Linked DNA regions of Mus musculus: region 1 is linked to region 2. A link is a contact called in public HiChIP or PLAC-seq data. All regions are on one chromosome and are shown on one strand. The core of a region is the stretch at or near the end of the contact, and the rest is flanking DNA. Distances in the headings are between cores, read along the strand shown. Region 1 overlaps Gm5833 (predicted gene 5833). Region 2 overlaps Nek7 (NIMA (never in mitosis gene a)-related expressed kinase 7).

What was found. HiChIP or PLAC-seq counts read pairs in DNA pulled down with a chosen protein or histone mark.
Region 1: a FOXA1 HiChIP or PLAC-seq map of pancreatic cancer cells shows a contact between it and region 2. The contact joins two enhancer-like sites. A contact is called at or near these places in 1 of 484 Hi-C or Micro-C datasets (pancreatic cancer cells), 1 of 115 datasets of contacts at active chromatin or transcription factors (pancreatic cancer cells) and 1 of 9 other capture datasets (embryonic stem cells).

The regions. Positions count from the first base shown.
Region 1 is chr1:138,640,991-138,645,465 of GRCm38.p6, reverse strand. The region is part of intron 4 of Gm5833 (predicted gene 5833); the gene reads left to right. Among named protein-coding and RNA genes, the nearest start is that of Nek7, 23 kb to the right of the region's middle. Within about 2 kb of position 1,970, at least 23 of the 459 cell types and tissues checked have an H3K27ac peak or open chromatin away from gene starts, as enhancers often do. A contact at or near this core is called in pancreatic cancer cells, where this site is marked.
Region 2 is chr1:138,504,556-138,508,651 of GRCm38.p6, reverse strand. All of the region lies in intron 7 of Nek7 (NIMA (never in mitosis gene a)-related expressed kinase 7), which reads left to right. Among named protein-coding and RNA genes, the nearest start is that of Nek7, 110 kb to the left of the region's middle. Within about 2 kb of position 1,396, at least 82 of the 459 cell types and tissues checked have an H3K27ac peak or open chromatin away from gene starts, as enhancers often do. A contact at or near this core is called in pancreatic cancer cells, where this site is marked.

The sequences.
Region 1 (4,475 bases), core at 721-3,220, 140 kb before region 2:
TACACTCTTGAGTATTAATCAAAAGAGTGGAGGGGCAAGGAATGCAGGCATCAGTGGCTGTATGAAATACAAAGGAAAATGGAGAGTGAGGGAGAGGTGGGCTTAGTCCACTGTCAGTCCTGTGCTTGGCCAAGGAGGCCAGGTTCCTAGGAAAAGTACAGAGTCTGTGAACTGACCATACTTGAAATGATCTTTAGGACTTATTGGCGCCAGTCCAGTGGCTCAGTAGGAAAAGCCCTTGCTGCCAAGACTGAGCTAATCCCCAGAAGCCAGTGTGGAGGAAGTGACTTCTGGAAGCTCTACTCTGACATGCCCACGGCCTGTGGGCAAGTGCACATGCAACAATAATGAAAGAAATAATAAATGACAGTACAAAAGCATGCGAGCTTCTGGATAATCCAGGTCTGTGAGGTATGTAGGACAGTTTCACAACACTAACTTGATTTGAAATAACAAATTATAGTTAAAATATGCTTGCATCTTCCCCCTCTGGAGTTAACTTATAGATAAAACTTGGTGATGATTATGCGTCCAAATATAAAAGCCATTTTGTGGTTTTGTTTGGCGGTATAATCTTTTGGAAACAATTAGCTCATGAGGGTAGAGCGTTCATAAATGGGAGTAGTGCCCATACAGAATACATTCATCCCTCTGAAGACTGAGAAAATCTCTACTTTACAATTTGAAAAAAAAATGCCTCCCTCAGAACTGCTAGTAACGTGATCTCAAAAAACCTCCAGGCTTCACAATTGGGAGAAGAAATTCCTTGTTTGTCAGCCAGTCTTTTGTGACAGCAGCCTGAGCTCCAGTGGAAATCAGTCTCGATTCTCCAAAAGTTCTAGTTTTAATTGTTGATGGTACAGTGCTTGTGTGTGTGGGTGCTTGTGCATGTGTGTGAAACTGATGGCAAGACAAGGTTGTCACCATTCCCACCAGACAAAACAAAGAATAAAAGTATTCTGCTGTGTTCTCAACTTGTCCTCCAACATCAGAGATGTAAACTGGGTGTGGTGGCGCACGCCTTTAATCCCAGCACTCTAGAGGCAGAGGCAGGTGGATCTCTGTGAATCTGAGGTCAGCCTGATCTACATAGTGAGTTACAGACCAGCCAGGGTTACATAGTGAGATCCTGCCTCAAAAAAAGCAAGCAAGCAAAAAAAATCTAGTCCAGCAATTTGGAGTTTTTGAGGGTGCCTCGATGATAAAGGCTCTGTTCATGAATGATTAATACAACTATTAAAGGGGTTTTGAGTAGGTTCCCTGTCTTCTCTACATTGTTCTTCATCCCTGGAGTACACACCAGACCTTGAACTCGAGGCCAACTTACAGGTACTTTGATCTATGGTTTCTCGGTCTCCAGAACTGTAAGAGATAAATGTTTGTTCCTGATGAATCACCCAGTATGTGGCATTTGTTACAGCAACACCAAAAGAATTAAGCAAGATGCAAATACTATTTCTAGTTGCTTGCATCCATCAAGTATAATATATGCAAGCCATGGAAGATAAGTTTGACTTTCATAAGCAGAAAGGAGGTTGGTAATAATACTGGAAAGTTAACGATAAGAATTTAGTCCTGGGAAGACTTAGTGTTTGGGGGCTGGGGGGGGGGCGGCGCTCAATCCTGTTCCTAAGAGACATATTCAAAGGCGTGTTGCAGAACAGGTCTGATTAAAAACCCTTGATGCTGTCTCCTAAGCAGTAGAGCAAAGGACTTCTGCCCACCAGCTGATTCCATTTCTGTGCCAGGAACCAACCACATCTGACCACACTAGGGAATGGTCAGGCCCACTCTCTCTCACATACCTGCTCCACTGATGCTCACAGTAGCCTGGCAGATCTCCTTAGCTGAGCACCAGTTGGTGAGACTTGAGTAGGTGAGTCTGATCAGAAAGTAGGTCACATACCTACGTTGTAGTTGCAAGGAAAATGAGCCTTTGTGTGTGCTTCTCACATTGGGAAGGAGTGAGTCATGGCATTGGTTTCTTTCCCAGATGTGCAATTCCAGTGGATAAGTGCTTATACACTGGTAGGACAATATTGAGAATATAAAATTATAAAATGATTTAAAGAGACTGATACCATATTGATAACTTTTTTTTCCTCAGCTATTGAATTCAATTCATCAGAAATGTTATTGGTTCTGTTTTCAAAGCGCTTTATCATACACAAAATGAATCTCACTCAGTGGCTGCACTGCCCCCACCATATCCTAACTATTGTAGTCATGCCTAAGTTACAGCAATCACTTCCCAGTGGATCTTACTGCTTAATACCTTGTCCGTCTCGCAGAAGAGTTAATTAAACTCAACAGCTTGCAAGAGCGTCTCGAGCTTTAGGAAAAATCTCATCATGTCTCTACGTAGAGCAATGCCTAGACTTCACAGATGACTCAGAGGAAAGCCAGAGGTTTTCCAAGGGCCTTACTGATCTACCATTATTGTTTCCTGTGACCTCTTTTTTTCCCTCCTCCTTCTTCTCCTCCTCTTCCTTCTCCCCTTCCTCTTTCTTCTCCTTCTCCTCCTAGTCTTATCCATTGTTCTTACTGTGGCCTCTTATTCATCAGTCATGGGCATCCAACTCCTGATCTCTTGCCTTCATCCCTTACCAGTAGTTAGTTGTCTTGGGAAGACACACTTTCCCAGGTGCCTGCATAGCCAACCAACTCTACCATATCTTCAAAAGCCTTTGTTTTACACTTCTCTGCCCAATGCTACTTGTGTTATAGTTTCCCATAGTTTAGTAATTTTATAACTGCTATATGTAGGACTATAGATAATCCACTTAATTATCCTGCCTATTTTATTGTAAATGAGAGAAAAATTTGGGCTAGCATAGAGTATATGACATTTATGGCTATGGAAGAATATGTTCTGAACATTACACCATAAACACCTTAATGTTCTCATGTGTAACTGAAACTTGATTTATGGCTCCAGAATTTATTGGTTATGAATCTAGAAATACTTTGAGGAATAGATCTCAGTTGCTTTGTTTGAAGTTTGCCAGCTTATCTAATCTGTGATGCAGAATGCCATTTTGGCAATAAACGTGCACTTACTCTATTTATGCTCTGCCATGCTGAAGCATGCTGCTCACATTACTCTCCGATGAGTTGTAAACTATTTCTCTGACCTGGTTATAATCCATGGCTCAGTGACAATGGTTAACGCCAGCTAACTGACTGGTGGAACATTCTTGAAGATGTGTTGTCTTCCTAGTTAATGAACTGTATTGCTTCCTGCCACAGGGGAGCAAGTGGGACCACCATCCCCTTCCCTGGCCCCATTATGCTGTCATTTGGATGGATGAACTTAGAGCAAAGAGACCTACGTTAGTTAAAAGCAAAATATATCATAGCCATTTTTGCTAAGAACTAAACTAGCATTTGCACCTTGAACCATTTTGACTAACTGCAACTCTAGAAAATATCAAAAGAAAATCCTGCCTGGGTTTCAAGGTGTCAGTCAAATACAGAGTTTACAAGGACACAAAAAGCAGGACTTAAAGCACAGGTGGCTTCTAGACTCGGAAATTATGACTTCGGCTTCAAGTTTTATTAAAGGTATATAAGAACAGCCAGTTTCCTAGAAAAAGATAATTTTTCTTTTTAAGCGACCGTTAAAGGTTAATAATTACGTTAGCATGACCCTTATAAGTTTTAAGAACTTCATTTAACTGTTTCTTCCTCAATTGTATAGTGCAAACCTTACTATTTAAAGTGTTCTTACTGAAATGAATGTAAGGACTCTGAAGACAATGAGCTCTCGGAATGCTTTCTGTTCTAGGCATTTCACTTCTTTGGGAGGCACACAAGACAGTCATGTGTGCCTCATGGATTGGCGTCTTGTACAGCTGTAAATCAAGTTCGGCTTTCTCCCTGACTGTGATCTGGAGTTCCCACCTCTGCCATTCCGTCTGCTTCTCTTGTCTGCTCCCCGTCCCTCTCCTTCCTTTTCTTGCCATTTTTATTTATTTATTTTTGAGAAGCCAATGTCTAGCTTAAAAATAGTGATAAAAAAGTCAAAAGAGAATATTTTTGTTTTCCTCTAACTCCAAATCTGTCTCATTGAAAAACAAATCACAAAATACCAAGGGTGATGCAGAACTTCTAGCTAGGAACTTTGACGTATTTAAAGGCCCCAAATGATTCAGCCTGCCTTTGGCATGCACTGACTGTACTATATTATCTCTGGCTGTGGGGTAACATATGAAATGATTTTCTCAATAATTACCTTAGACTTTTCTTGTATTTGCTTTTTGTTAGTTTGCAGAGGTGCTCGTTGACTCACTGAAAGAAAGAAAACAAGAGGAAATTCCTGCCAGGCCTTTCCCGCCTGGGTTTACTTAGGGTGTGAAAGCTGATTCTGAAATTTAAGGTGGACTTCCTTGTTTCTTGGTTAATGGGCTTGTCTAAAATATGAACTGTCGAACTGTCTTGAAGGAGAGTGGTTCTGTTGGTGAGCCTTCCTTCCC
Region 2 (4,096 bases), core at 147-2,646:
CAGTAGAAGGAGCACACACCGTCGTTCTGTCCATCCATCCATTGTGCTTTTGGTGAAAGAATGGTTTAATAGTATTATCTTAATTATTGAAAAGGAGTGATTTTCTTTCTTTTTTTTCTTTTCTTTTCTTTTGGGGGGAGGACAGGGGGGGTAGTGACACAGGTTTGTGATATGTAAATAGTTATTCCAAGAAGTTGATATTCAGGCCACGGGGCCTTCTCACTTCATCGGCAGATATGTTTCTCAGGGTCTTACCCTTTCATGCTCTGGGATAGAGGAAAAGAGAGGGGGGAAAAAAGCAACAGGAGAAAAGCCCAATTTGGAAAATCAATCCAAGATACAGATCTCACCACATTGCATGCTCCGGTATGTCATTGAGGTGGTTATCTGCTGCTTGAGGAAGTGTACTTACTAATACATAACTGCTGCGGCGAGAACACAGAGCAGCAGGGTGCACTGACGTTTGCATGGGGCGTGTGTGCCTTCATAATGACCCCAGGAGAGGAATGATGGAGAGGAGTTTTCTGCGTGCACTTTCGTAGTTGGTGCATGCATTTGTTCTGTATTCTAAAATGAGATGGATTTTTAAATCTAACTTGACTGCACCAATATTGGTGTCTATGCCAGACAAAAACTTGAACCCCCCTGGGAGAAACTGTGTTGCTGTTGTGTCATAGGACAGCCTGAAGTGGTGTTTATCTTTCAAAGGGAGACGGGCATCTCTCTGGTTCTGTGATGCTATGGGCAGAGTAAATGCATGCTTAGCGTTCGGGAATTTCACACTGGAGTCTCTGGAGTTTACCATTCGTGTTTCCCACACTGTTTCCAAGCGTGAGGCATCCTCTGATTTCAGCTCAGAAAATGAGTGTCTCTGAAGAAGGCATTACCACAGGTTCCTGTCTGGTGCCAGGTGCCACCTGTGGCCACGCACTTGTTGTCCCCACACCTTTCCTGGCTCCTCTCCATGAGTCCGTCTTTGCTGTGCCCTCGAATTGTGCGGGGCGGTGTCGGGTGTAGAGGCAGCATATGTTCTGCCAGTCCTCGAGGCCACCTCCACTGGTTTATTTTTAACTTCCAGTCCTTTCTCGACTTAAGTAATTGCTCCTTGAAGAAGCTATTATCTGTTTGAAGCTCTGCACATTTAACCTCTCAGCCACCATAACAAGTGTTTAGTTAAAACAACCACAGTACTGTAGCATAGTACAATTTGCATGTGCAGCCCTCTGCATTTCCAGCTTTTTCTGCCCGTTTCTCTTCTTTTGTGGTTTGGGGAGGTATAAACATTTTTAGTTACGGTTCACAGTCATCAGTTTAATGAGGTAACTGTCTGCTAAATGGACTTGAATTCCAGGCTGCCAGGGTGAGTCTTCTATCCTTGGCAACTTGCCTGACCAGGCAGACCTCTTTACTGATTGAAGTACGGCATCTCAGACAGCTCCTTGAAACAAGCCCTGCGTGGCTCTACTGTGGACCCAGAGCTTTAAGGATCTGCTCTGTTTAATTCCCATCTCTCAGACCTAGAACAGTGTGTGCCACAGGCAGCACCTGAACATTTGCTAAGCCAGTCAGATGACACACACAGTGACTTTGGATACTGGACACACAGTGCAGTGTCCAGAACAGAGAAGCAGTGAAATCCACTGGGTCTTCCTTCCGTGGTGTCCAAAGTGTCATCAAGAATGCCTGGCAGAATACAGATTTTATTTTCTGAATGTCTTTTACAGAAGAAATACTGATCCAGATATCCCAAGTTGACCTCAGATTATACTCGTAATAATGAAATAAATTTGGTCTCTTTCCATTCTGTCTGCCAGCAGCATTTCTGGCTGACTCATAAGTACAAAGGAGGAAATTAAAAAAGGAAATGAGTGCTTTGTCTCTCATTTATGTATTTAAATCAAACTATGGTTAAGTTGACTTGTGTCTTTTAGCTTTCCCAGCAAGGACTGTTCAAGGCATTCTCTTCTGCAGTTCACTCTGACTCTGAGAATAAAGAAGCAGCCTTGCTGGGCTGAATGGGCTTATTGCTCTTAGAACAGTCTCATTTGGCTGACCTAGAGAACAGCTCTTAAAAAGCACCATATCGTTTTTTTATCGTCTAATTTCCATATGGATTTTTAAAGAGTTTTTAACCCACATCTTAGAGATAGCTCATTTTACAAGCTATCCGTTCTCATAGTTAAGGAAAATGAATAAAAGTAGGCCAAGGAGGACCAAGCCAAAGATCTCAGTGGGTAAGCGTGCTTGCAGCCATGCCTGGCTGGCCGACTTCAGTCCCAAGACTCAACATGGTGGAAGAAAAGAATGAGTTCCTTCAAGTTGTCCTCTGATTTCCACATGTGCACTGTGATGTGTGTATATGTACACACACATACACACACACTCACACACACTCACACACACACACTCACACATACACATACACTAGATGAGTGAAAAGAAGAGAGTATAGCTAGAGGCAAAGGATGAAACACATCCCCAGCTTTTGACCAGTTCTTTGTTGCTTCCTTGATTAAAAGCACAAAGACAGAATCCAGCATCCGATCGTATAATAAAGTAAATTTCCTTATGCTAGGTTTTCTCTTTGTCCAAGTCTGCGGAGATTAAAGTGCTAAGTTTTTTAGCTAACTAACCTATTGAAAACATTCTGCATTATGGTTCATGCTAAAGAAATGTCCCCACGTTAGTTACAGCTTCCAGGATAGCACCTTGACAGCAGGATCCGTTGACATCCTTGAGCTTATTGTGAAACTTCTAAAAAACCTAGTCACTTTATTCAGAGTAAATTTTAAGGAGTATTTACTTTTTATGAAGTATGTACCATGTACGACACTTCTCATACAGCTAGGTCAGCTTGTGTCAGGAAAGGGTTTCATTTTTACAGTTGAAAGATTGTCATGGTACACTATTAGTGTAGATTAAAGAAAGGTCAGATAACATTTTCAGTTGTTGGCAGTTTTCTTCTGAAGCCGAGCCTTTTCATTTGAAAAACAAAAAACAAAAACCATCCCTCCCCTACCTACGTCTGTTACTCATGTCAGGAGGCTGAAAAGGCATAAGCATCTCCTCTTGCAGAATGCATTCTCATCTTGCCCATAACCATACATTCTTGGAAGATAAGTAGAGTTGTGCATCACGCTGCCTTGGGTGCCTCCATATGTCACAGTCTGCCTGATTGCTTTAGTATCTGGTCCTCTCACTCCATGATTCTCTTTCTTTGTACAGATGTTTAAAAAGTCACAAATTCTTCAGGCAACAGTCAAAAAAAAAAAAAAAAAAACCAACAACAAAACAAAACCAAAAAAAAACAGCTGCTATGGAGTTTATAGAAAAGATTTTAGGAAATAATTATGTCTCCACTAAGTTGAAATATTGAAAGCACAGCAGTACATTTAAATGCACTGCAAATGTTCGTAAGCCCTTTAAAAGCGTAGTTCTGTCTGTTTGAAAGAGAGGATAAGGATGTCTGTGATGTGATGGAGCAGGGCATCTTTGCTCAGCTCAGCCTGCAGTCCAGGTGGATCCAGAGCTGAGGGGCACATTAGGGAACATGTTGGAGAGAGACTCCATCCGGAGGCTCCCTCTCAGGCCTCTGGTCACCAGGGACTATACATCTGCCCATTTGCCAGTAGTGTGGAATGCAAACTTCTCTGCTGACTGTTGGAAGTGTGCTGTGGAAGGAGGTGGGTAGCATGCTTGGGTCTGTGCTGTAATATATTCTCAGGAAGCCTTTGCGATAAAACATGCAGGAACAGTTGGAAGGTGCTCATTGTTTAGATGGAGAACCAGCATTTAAAACCATAGTGCAGGGTCTGTAACTTCACGCTGACCCTCAGCAGCAGCGCTACCGAGGATGTTCCTCTCCACTAAATCGTCATTTAAAGTGTGGTTTGGAGCTCCTCGTCATTCTTTCTCTGTGCGTCCTTCACTTGCGGGGTGCTGTCGGTGAGCTGGGCTGCTGTTTCGGTGAAGGTGTTATGCTGGGCTGAGGCTAATCTCTGTAAAGTGTTAGCATTTGTTCATCCTCTTCCCTGTCATCAATCTTTCACACTTATATCAAACCCCTAACGTATCAGCAGGCTTCCCAGAGCTCCTG